Regions from separate parts of the Sus scrofa genome. Here region 1 is linked to region 2. Evidence: chromatin contacts called from public HiChIP or PLAC-seq data. All regions are on one chromosome and are shown on one strand. The core of a region is the stretch at or near the end of the contact, and the rest is flanking DNA. Distances in the headings are between cores, read along the strand shown. Region 1 overlaps RFXAP (regulatory factor X-associated protein). Region 2 overlaps SPG20 (spartin).

Region 1 (6,062 bases), core at 3,405-5,904, 360 kb after region 2:
CCTACGACCATTACAGCATAATATATTCTAAAATTAGAGGAGAGCTTACAGATCATTTAGACCAATTCAATCATTTCTTGGCTGAGAAACCTATGTCCAGAGACTCCTGGTCCCCACCAGATCAGTCACACTGACTATGAGGGATAATCAGGCCTAGGTCTGTGTCCACTGAAGCTCCTTCTTTCACCCCGACACATTCATTTAGTAATATATTCCTTCGGAAAATATTTTGAGAGATCATTATGTGCTAAGCCCCAGATAATAACACCTGTTGGAGTTCCCGTCGTGGTGCAGTGGTTAACGAATCCAACTAAGGACCATGAGGTTGAGGGTTCGATCCCTGCCCTTGCTCAGTGGGTTAACGATCCAGCGTTGCTGTGACCTGTGGTGTAGGTTGCAGACACGGCTCGGTTCCCGCGTTGCTGTGGCTCTGGCGTAGGCCGGTGGCTACAGCTCCTATTCGACCCCTAGCCTGGGAATCTCCATATGCTGCGGGAGTGGCCTAAGAAATGGCAAAAAGACAACAACAAAAAATAAATAAATAAAATAAAATAACACCTGTTGCCATTACGGAGCATTGCTGGAAAAAAACCTAAAGTCCACCAACTGGTGAGCAGATAAACAATACAATGAAATAATATTCTGCAATAAAGAGACAAACTACTGATACCATCAACAAAGTAGATGAATCTTTTTTTTTTTTTAATTTTATTTTATTTTCCCACTGTACAGCAAGGGGGTCAGGTTATCCTTACATGTATACATTACAATTACAGTTTTTCCCCCACCCTTTCTTCTGTTGCAACATGAGTATCTAGACATAGTTCTCAATGCTATTCAGCGGGATCTCCTTGTAAATCTATTCTAGGTTGTGTCTGATAAGCCCAAGCTCTCGATCCCTCCCACTCCCTCCCCCTCCCATCAGGCAACCACAAGTCTCTTCTCCAAGTCCATGATTTTCTCTTCTGAGGAGATGTTCATTTGTGCTGGATATTAGATTCCAGTTATAAGTGATATCATATGGTATTTGTCTTTGTCTTTCTGGCTCATTTCACTCAGGATGAGATTCTCTAATTCCATCCATGTTGCTGCAAATGGCATGATGTCATCCTTTTTTATGGCTGAGTAGTATTCCATTGTGTATATATACCACATCTTCCGAATCCAATCCTCTGTCGATGGACATTTGGATTGTTTCCATGTCCTGGCTATTGTGAATAGTGCTGCAATGAACATGCGGGTGCATGTGTCTCTTTTAAGTAGAGCTTTGTCCGGATAGATGCCCAAGAGTGGGATTGCAGGGTCATATGGAAGTTCTATGTATAGATTTCTAAGGTATCTCCAAACTGTTCTCCATAGTGGCTGTACCAGTTTACATTCCCACCAGCAGTGCAGGAGGGTTCCCTTTTCTCCACAGCCCCTCCAGCACTTGTTATTTGTGGATTTATTAATGAGGGCCATTCTGACTGGTGTGAGGTGGTATCTCATGGTAGTTTTGATTTGCATTTCTCTTATAATCAGCGATGTTGAGCATTTTTTCATGTGTTTGCTGGCCATCTGTGTATCTTCTTTGGAGAAATGTCTATTCAGGTCTTTTGCCCATTTTTCCATTGATTGATTGGTTTTTTTGCTGTTGAGTTGTATAAGTTGCTTATATATTCTAGAGATTAAGCCCTTGTCAGTTGCATCATTTGAAACTGTTTTCTCCCATTCTGTAAGTTGTCTTTTTGTTTTCTTTTGGGTTTCCTTTGCTGTGCAAAAGCTTTTCAGTTTGATGAGGTCCCATGGGTTTATTTTTGCTCTAATTTCGATTGCTTTGGGAGACTGACCTGAGAAAATACTCATGATGTTGATGTCAGAGAGTGTTTTGCCTATGTTTTCTTCTAGGAGTTTGATGGTGTAAAGTAGATGAATCTTAAAAACATTATGTTAAGTTTAGGAAGCCAGGTTGAAAAGGCCATGTCTTATTACATGATTACATCTATATAAAATGCCCACAAAAGACAAGAGTACAGTAGATTAGTTGGCTTCCTGGGGCTGGGAAACAAATCAGAGGTTGAGAATGGACAGGAAGGAGCTGACATAGTGTTGAAACTGTTCTAAAACTGGAGTGTGGTTATGGTTGCAGAACTCCATAAATTTACTAAAAGTCACCAAATTGTACACTATAGTTTTTATAGTATGTAAATTATACCTTGATAAAAGTTTAAAAAAATCCAACCTGCTCTATTTATTGAATACTATAACAGGAATTTGTACTAGCATTAAATAGTTCTGCCCTCAGTGACATGCTGGTAAATTAAAAAAAAAAAAATCAAAAAAACAGTTAACTGAATGTTTAGCACACAATTTACAAATAATGATACAAGACACAAGTCCTTTTATCATAAATTCCATACACCCAAAACTTCAGTGTGACTTGCCACTTCCTGCAAAATCCATACCAGTTTTTATAATTATCTAATCAATGTTTCACAAGCTGACAATAAATAAATGCTTGATTTCTAATACAAGCAAAGAAGTTGCTCATATTATTGACCAAGAGTGTGGTTCTGAGGTGCATGTTGGCTGATGTGTCTGTTTACATTAAACCAAAAGTTAAACAATGAAGATGTCAGCACTTCACTTGTTCTTAATCATGTAAGCAACTTCTTTGCTGCAATCATGATGGTTGTCAAAAGATGAAATAATATTTCCTCCATGGGGGGGGATGACAGTGTGAGAGCCATAGACACGAAACATTTTAAGTTTAATCTTAGCAGTTTTACTACCACTTTCTTAAGTTTGGAAACAACCAACAATAATTCAAGTCCTGCTTTGATGATTTCCATGGTGTAAACACTCCCACCATAGCTGGTTTCAAACTTCCAGCATGACAATCCTTCCCAACACCACTTAAATAGTTCTTCACATACAAATACAAGAGACAAACAATCTTATCATCATGGCTAAGAGTAAAACAATTAGAAAGAGATGAGTTCTGAGTTTTTTAACCTTTTTTTCTTTTCTTTGTCTTCCTTACAGCTGCACCTGTGGCATTTGTTAAGTTCCCAGGCCAGGGATCCAATCAGAGCTACCTGAGCTGCAACTGCTGGCCTAGGCCACAGCCACCAGCAACACGGGATTGGAGCCTCCTCTTCCACCTACACCACCCAGATCTTTAACTCACTAAGCAAGGCGGTGGATGGAACCCACATCCTCACGGACTCTTTTGTCAGGTTCTTGACCCACTTAGCCACAACGGAAACTCCTTAACCTTTGCCTTGAACTTAATTCAATTGTAAATTTATGTAATTTAATTTTTAACTAAAATCGTGACATTTTAACAGCAGGCTCTTATCACCTGGCTCCAGCACACAACAGGCTGCCTGTTTTACCAAAGAGAAGACGGCAGCCCAGAGAGGGCATCACTGAAGAGCCCTGGTTACACAGTGCCACTCAGGTCGGTCTAATTCCAAACCCTCTCCCTTCCTCTCCTTAAAATGCAGCTGGTGACCCACCCAAACACTAATGTGAACGGATTTATCATTTGTTGGAGAACCATGGCTTTCCTTTCCAATAGGCATAATGGGAGCTCTGAGTAGACGAGAAGGAAGAAATAAAAGGAACGAGCACAGCTACCGGACAGTTTGATTCAGGACATGGGCAGGATCCGATCCCTCCTGAGATCTGGCTAAGTCAAGATTCAGCAACCAGCAACTGTGCGACCACCGGTAGAAATGATAGATCATTGGTTTTGTTTTTGGGGGGTTTTTTTTTTTTAGCGTCATTCAATGTTCCTTTTCATTTAGCTAATTAAAGTGGTATTTAAGACTTACCTCAGAGGTGCTAGCAAAGGCCAGGTTTCAAAAATCAGCAAATAAGTTTCCCAGAGAGGAAAATGTTTCAAGAGGAAGGCATCTAGTTCTCAACACAAATACACCTTGGCCCCGGGGTCCGGTCCACTCCTTCTCCACTGCACCATTTCCAAACCGGCCGCCTCTGCCTTCATTGCTAACTAGTGCTGTCCGGTTGCGACACCATCACATCCCGGCTTCACACCTCCCATTTCAGGCACTTTGGGGCGAAATATTATCAAGAGCGTCTCGACGCCACAAGTCAAAAGATGGCTCAGACACAATCTGAATTTACATCGAAGAGCTCCAGTACAAAGTGCTTTGAAACGTTTCAGACAGAGTAGGTCCCAGTCACAAAGCGGTGCCCCACGCAGCCCCGCAGGAGCTCAGATGCACTCAGCCACCCGGGCGCCGAGCGTCGCATCTCCCGCCACGGCCAACCGCACATGCGCACTCCGCCCCTCCGGCGGAGGCTTAGCCCCGCCCCTCAGAGACGCCGGGTGCCCAGAAAGGCACGAAGCGTAGGGACGCTCACGCGCAGGCTGCAGCTGCGCAGGCGCAGTCGGGGTGCTGTCGCGGATCCGCCCCCTCTTCCCCTCGGCGGGCCGGGGTCGGTGGTTTGCTCAGTGCAGTTGGGCCCAGCAGGTGCAGAAAGGCTGGGGTCGTGGACCCCCACCAGGTCTCAGCAGCACGGAGGTGCAGGCTGTCGCCGAGGGCGCGGGGCCGGGCGCCGCCAGCGGCGCGCTCCGCCCCGGGGCCCCAGCCTCTGCCCCGGCCAGGCCCTGGCTGCCGCCCCGGTCCCGGCTGCGGCCTCTCAGTTCACCCTGCTGGTGATGCGCCCCTGTGGAGGGCAGGACGAGGCTGCGGCAGAGGGCGTCCTGAGGCAGGCTCCGGCACTGGGGGGCAGCGCCGGGACGGGCAAGCCTGTTGGCTACCTGTGTGAAGTGGCGGGGATGGCGAGGACGAGGCGGGGGAGGACGAAACCGACCTGCTGGACACTTCGGACCCCCCAGGGGGAGGCGAGAGCACGGCTAGCTTGGAGGATCTGGAAGACGAGGAGACACACTCGGGGGCGAGGGCGGCAGCGGGGGAGCCCGGAGACGGGGCAGCGGCGGGACCAGCATGAGCAAGACCTGCACCTATGAGGGCTGCAGTGAGACCACAAGCCAGGTGGCCAAGCAGCGCAAGCCCTGGATGTGCAAGAAGCACCGCAACAAGATGTACAAGGACAAGTACAAAAAGAAGAAAAGTGACCAGGCTCTGAACTGCGGTGGGGCCGCCCCGGCTGGCAGCGCAGGACACGTCAAACTGGAGGTATCAGTTGGGATCTGTGGGAGTGGGAGGTGGACGAAAAAAACGCCGCTCTTGCCTGCTTCTCCAGCGCCTGCCCACCGGCTCCCAAGCAGGCCAGGTTGCTGTGGCTGGACTTGTGGGTTCAGAGTTAGTGTTTGCCCTCAATTAAAGTTTATGCAAACATGTGCAAAGCCTGAACAGTTCTGGTGCATCCTTGTTAGAGATGAATAAATTTCGGTGAAAATGATGTCACACGTCAGCAAAGCTCTCACTTCAGAGATCTGGGATATGGGCCGAAACAGCAGATAGTAAATGATCTGATTCATCACTAGAGGAGCAGGCACAGAGATGTAGGAACCTAGATGAAATTAGTATTTCGGAGAAGGTAATCTCTTCCTGTTTTCACTACTCCATTTTCAGTATCCTTTTTTTTTAGTATATTATTCTTAGTACCCCTATTAAAAGTACTCTTGTAGTGTTCTTAATGTTACATTCTCAGTTAACCCTATTCTCAGTACTCTGTTCTTAGTACTTTATGCTTAGTACTCTGTCCTCAGGGCCCTCTTCTCAGAATTTTCTTCTTGGTACCTCAATTCTCAGTAAAAGAGCATCTCACTTATTACAGAATGACAGAGGGTAGTTGTTTGTCCTTCTCTTTGGTCCAGAGGTACTTACTCACTTCAGAACTCTTTACAGAGAGAGGAGATAGTGTACTTTTTTCCAAGAAGGACGTGTTTTACCTATAGCTATTTTCTTTTTTTTAATTGCCCAGAATTTACATCTGCCATTTGAGGAAAATGTATAAAAGGCCAATAGATTTTGAATTAGTCTCCACCCCCCACAAAAAGAACCTTAATAATTTTCCTATTCTGAAATAATTTGCATGATTTTCTGGGAAGATAATTAATTGCTATAAGCAACAGATAACAGCCA
Region 2 (5,288 bases), core at 1,767-4,266:
GGTCACAGCTGCACCTTGGATTGAGTTCCTGGCCTGGGAACTTCGATATGCTGCAGGTGCAGGGGGGGGGGGGGGGGGGGGGGGGGGGGGGGGGGGGGGGGGGGGGGGGGGGGGGGGGGCGGTGCAGCCGTAGTTTAAAAAAAAAAAAAAAAAAAAAAAAAAAAAAAAAAGGAAAAACTGCAGAGGTTCCAACAGAAGATATGGAAATAAAGTACTTCATTGGTAGCTATTAAGATCTTTTACATGGCATGCATTAATGTCAGACAGATTTATTCTATCCATGTCTGCATCCTATACACCCAGTTAATGTGAGATACAGCAGGCAATGAGTGAATGCTAACAAACAAGAAACTGGCAGATGACTTAAAATGACCTAACTCAAACCTAACCCAATGGGGGCTCTACTCAGCCTGCTGTCACCAATCCTCTACCTCCTCCCAAATGAGCTTACTAGACTCTACTCCATCCAAAATGTTTGGCAGCTGCATTCTTAGCGTCTAAGTCTAGGCTTCTCAAGCCAATACCCTAAATGTAAATTTTAAGCAGTTATATTACTTTTTAGCTTTTCCATTCGTAAAGTGTAAGACTATAAGCTTTTACTGATCTTTACTCACCTTGGGCTAAGGTGAATGAGCTCAGTTTAGATCCCTGGTTACACATTTTTGTACAGAGCCTACATGAGTCTGGTGGAAACAGATTCTTGACAGGTCAGATAGTTTTCCCTGAAGTAAATCTTTGATATTTCTTGCACCTTTCTTTGTTAGCTATCCCTTGCGTATTTGGTGAGCTAGTTGTTTTTCATTCTAACTATTAAAAAGCATATAAGGAGACAGGTATTCTGAATGGTAGTCAAATGGCTTTAATGTTATCATTAGCGCTACTATGCTAGCCATGAGGGTACAGGATGAGAAGGAAAAGAGTTACTTACAAGCCTGAAGACACTGAAGTCACAACGAGTAAAGAAGGTTACCAGTGTTTTTGCTCATTTTCAAATGATGCACTGCTGAGAGTTCTTTGGAAATCTCTGAAGAGATCTCTCCTTAGGATTAGGTGGCTCTCAGGGTATTCTAACTCTCTGAATTGAACCAATGTGTGGGAGTTCCCGTCATGGCTCAGTGGTTAACGAATCCAACTAGGAACCATGAGGTTGTGGGTTCGATCCCTGGCCTCGCTCAGTGGGTTAAGGATCCAGCATTGCCGTGAGCTGTGGTGTGGGTTGCAGACACAGCTTGGATCCCGAGTTGCTGTAGCTCTGGCTTAGGCTGATGGCTATGGCTCCGATTGACCCCTAGCCTGGGAACCTCCATATGCCTCGAGAGCAGCCCAAGAAATGGCAAAAAGACCAAAAAAAAAAAAAAAAAAAAAAAGCAAAACAAAAAAAAACAACAAAAAACAAAGAATCAATGTATGGAAGCTGTATGGCTCCAGGAGCCTAAGATTCTGTGGCAAGTGCTATTTTCCAAAGATGCCCCAAATCATCATCTCCTGTTCCACGCGTTCTTTCAACATGATCTTGACATTCCTCTCATTGAGAAGTGGGGTCTACGTCATATCCCCCTGAATCTGGGTAGGTGTGTTACTTTCTTATAATGAATGATGCTGGAAATTTCCAAGAGTATGTGAGAAAGGGTAAAGCAGCTTCTGCTGCCTCGTGCCTCATTCACACTTGAACGCTCAGCTACCATGAAGAAGCCAGATTAGCTAAAGGCCGCCATGCTGTGAGAAAGTCAACAGGCTACGTGTAGGCAATCCTAGATTTTGAGCTCTCCCAACCCAGATGTCAGATGTGTGACTGAAGGAGACTTCAGATGATTCCAGCCCCCAGCTACTGAGTCACTAGTCAGTCTTCAAGTCTTCCTACCGGAGGCTCCAATATCATGAAGTAGACACAAGCTGTCCCTGCTATGATCTTTTAGAATACCTGGCCTCAGAATTCCTAAGCATAAACAAATGTTTGCTGTTTCATGCCATTAAGTTTGAGATGGCTTTTTACACATGGATAGTATATAATCTTGTAGCAGTATAAACTCGAAATTTTTACTTACCTTTGAATTTAGTTATCTACATACATGCAGATAAGGACAAGTTTTCTGAATACTGAACTAATAAATAGCTTAGTAGCCTATAAAACTAAGGGGCAAAGTAGTATGAGTGGAGCTTTTTCTTTACAACTTCTTAAAAAATCTCTTTCAAAGGTCTTTTTTTTTTTTTTTTTTTTTTTTTGCTTTTTAGGGCCAAACCTGCAGCATATGAAAATTTCCAGGCTAGGGGTCACATCAGAGCTACAGCTGCTGGCCTACATCACAGCCACAGCAATGCCAGATATGAGCTGTGACTGCAACTTACACCACAACTCAAGGCAATGCTGGATCCTTAACCCACTGAGCAAGGCCAGGGATCCAGCCCACATCCTCAGGGATACTAGTTGGGTTCATTACTGCTGAGCCACAACAGGAATTCCCCAAGGGTCAGTTTTAACTGTTACACATACATATGGAAATTTAGCTTTATCTTTTCTACTCCTCTCAAGCAGCCCTTTGACACTGGGGGAAGTATTTTGTTTGCTCCTAGGCACTTAATCATTTTTTGCTTATTTTATGTTGGTTTTTCATATTGAAGATTTCCTCTGCTTTAGACACTTTTATTATTTTAATGAGTTTTGAGTAGAGAGACTATTGACAGACTTTTAAAACTGGCCGAGATCCCTTACTTGGGTCATGAATCTGATCTAATGACAACTGGCAATGTTTTTAAAAAACAAAATTGAAGGTCTCAATCTGAGAGCTACTAGAGTTGAAAAGTTAAAATGTTAGCCAAGTAAAATATAAATGCATGTGTCAGTAATGCGCATTCTGGTTTTAAGATAAATGATCTGAAGCCTTTTCTAACCATAATTAAATAGGAGGGCCTACTTCCCAAACTGCCTGGCTATAATTCTCAGATCTTCTCATGCCTGCACTGCTGTGTGGTAGGGGAGTGCTGCTTTGCTTCCAAAATTGTGATTACTTCTGGTGGAGAAGGAAAGGGGAAGAGAGAGAAAGGGAGAAAAAAAGATTAAGGGCTAATTTCAAAGGGGAAGGGGAAGTAACTAATTTTACGTTCAGAGAAATTCTTAAAGTTTGGGGATTCTTAAAGCTTTTCACTACCAATTTTCCTAAGAGTAAAACGGAAAAATAAGTTTCCCAAGAAGAACTTACAACTATATGACAACACGTGATATTCAAAGAGACTAGTTCCTTCAACTTTTAACTGTTCATAAACTGATCGTTTAGAATCAAAATATAAAATCATCTAAGTATTCTCTAATGGGATCCAAACATTTCACACTATAAGGGAAAAGTTTTACTATAATACCTGACAAAATGTTTTGAGCCACTTTCTCACTCCATTCAGGTAATTCCTTTGCTTTTTCTTCTGAAACTGGCTCATACGGCACAATGTGACTCAGATTAACTTCCTCACTGGAAGAACCTTTGGCCTAAATAGTAAAAATATTTCAAAATGTGAAATAATAAACACTAATGGGGGAAAAGTCATAAGCATTTTGTAATAAAATACTGAGCCAACAAGTACTACTTAGTGAAGATATTTACAATCAACCTAATTATCAGTACATTTTATTACAAAAATAAGCACATTACCATAACTACTATGAAGTTGAAAACTGTTCCGGTCTTATGTGAGGTCCACTGGTAAGTAAGATTTAAATACCAACATATCTCCAATACAGTATTTATCAAAGCATATTTAAATTGATTTTTTCCTTTCTTTGACTAGATTGAGTTCCTTCATATAGCTAACATTGTCTAGATATTAGTAATGCACACAGTACTTAGTAAGGTTAAAAGATTTCTGCCAAATAACTCAATTGGTAAGGATATATCAAACTGGTTTTGACAGAAATCAAGTACAAGTAAAAATATATAAACAGACTGTGCCATTCCATTTGACTGGAAATGGGAAACACAGAAATAAGTGTACTTTGATAATTTAACAGCTAGGGCCAACACTCAAAATCTCAAAGTTATATTTATTTTCATTTTAAAAAATTAGGAGTAGGCTAACTCAGACCTCATAATGTTATAAAATAACTTGAAATGCCAACTGCCCAACAGAAATACAGTTTCACTTAAAATATTAAACAACATTAAAAACAAAAACTTCTACATGTAGGGAAAAGCCACATAAATAAAACCTAAAGACAAACTGAACAAAATATCTGCAATTTCTATCTTTGACAATGGGCCAACGTCCCTAATACATAAAGAGTTCTAGGAATTGAGAAGAAAAGGACTAGCAATCTGGTAATAAAAATAAAAATGGACAAGGATAACAACATCACACAGGAAACAAAATTCAAGTTACCCTTAGGCACTGGCTCAACTTCACTCATAATGAAATCACTATGAATCTATTCCAATACACTATTTCTCAGCAACAGACTCCCAAAATACAGAAAGAGTGACCGCCCACTCTGTTGAGCAGGCTATGCGGAGACAGGTACTCTCACACACTACTGGTGGAGTGCTGAATAGTATAATGCTTAGGGAAGGCAACTTAGCAAAATCTATCAAAATTACAAATGCACTTATCTGTTTATAGACGTACTTTGATCTAATGAACACACTGGGTAGAAATTATCTCTTTGATAATCTGTCCTCCAAACTAGATGACAAATCCTTTGAACTGAGAAATTTAATCTTTTCTCCACTGTGCTCAGCTTTCTAGCACTCAATAAATATTTATTGAACTCTAATATAAAATTACCATTTAGAACATATTACATACTCAGAATCTAAGAAATGAAAGAAGAAACTAAATATATTTTTAAAAATCCATTTTTCTCGGTCCTGTTGACTATTTATAGAGAAAGAAGGAATGAATAAAAATGGCAGTGTAAAGAAAAGCATGCCTAGCCCCAAGATCTAGGTGGAGAATAACACAAAACAAAACAAAAAAATATATCATTAATGTAAATATATACAGATGGACAAACAGCACGTGGTTAGTCATCAGGGAAATGTGCTTATCGCCACAATGAGATATCACCACACACCCACAGGTATGGCTAAGCTTCAGAAAAAAAGAAACCGAAAAAAATTGGCAAGGATGTAGAAAAAATTCATATTTTGTGGGTGGAAATGCAAAGTGGGAAAGCCATTTTGAAAAACTGCTTGGCAATGTCTTATAAAATTAAACACATACCTACTTGATTTTTTTGTATTTACTTATTCCTAATTAAAGTATAGTTGATTTACAATGTTGTGCCTTTTTTATTTTTTCCATAT

Evidence for each region. HiChIP or PLAC-seq counts read pairs in DNA pulled down with a chosen protein or histone mark.
Region 1: a contact with region 2 is called in an H3K27ac HiChIP or PLAC-seq map of alveolar macrophages. The contact joins two enhancer-like sites. A contact is called at or near these places in 2 of 5 promoter capture datasets (fetal liver and fetal skeletal muscle) and 1 of 2 datasets of contacts at active chromatin or transcription factors (alveolar macrophages).

The regions. Positions count from the first base shown.
Region 1 is chr11:12,685,092-12,691,153 of Sscrofa11.1, forward strand. RFXAP (regulatory factor X-associated protein) reads left to right here. Exons shown (of 7, transcript XM_013980439.2): 2 at 4,378-4,610; 3 at 4,613-4,778; 4 at 4,781-4,900; 5 at 4,903-5,150. Among named protein-coding and RNA genes, the nearest start is that of RFXAP, 28 kb to the left of the region's middle. Within about 2 kb of position 4,655, at least 69 of the 83 cell types and tissues checked have an H3K27ac peak or open chromatin away from gene starts, as enhancers often do. A contact at or near this core is called in alveolar macrophages, where this site is marked.
Region 2 is chr11:12,326,430-12,331,717 of Sscrofa11.1, forward strand. SPG20 (spartin) reads right to left here. Exons shown (of 11, transcript XM_021065568.1): 5 at 3,355-3,478. Among named protein-coding and RNA genes, the nearest start is that of SPG20, 17 kb to the right of the region's middle. Within about 2 kb of position 3,017, at least 4 of the 83 cell types and tissues checked have an H3K27ac peak or open chromatin away from gene starts, as enhancers often do. A contact at or near this core is called in alveolar macrophages, where this site is marked.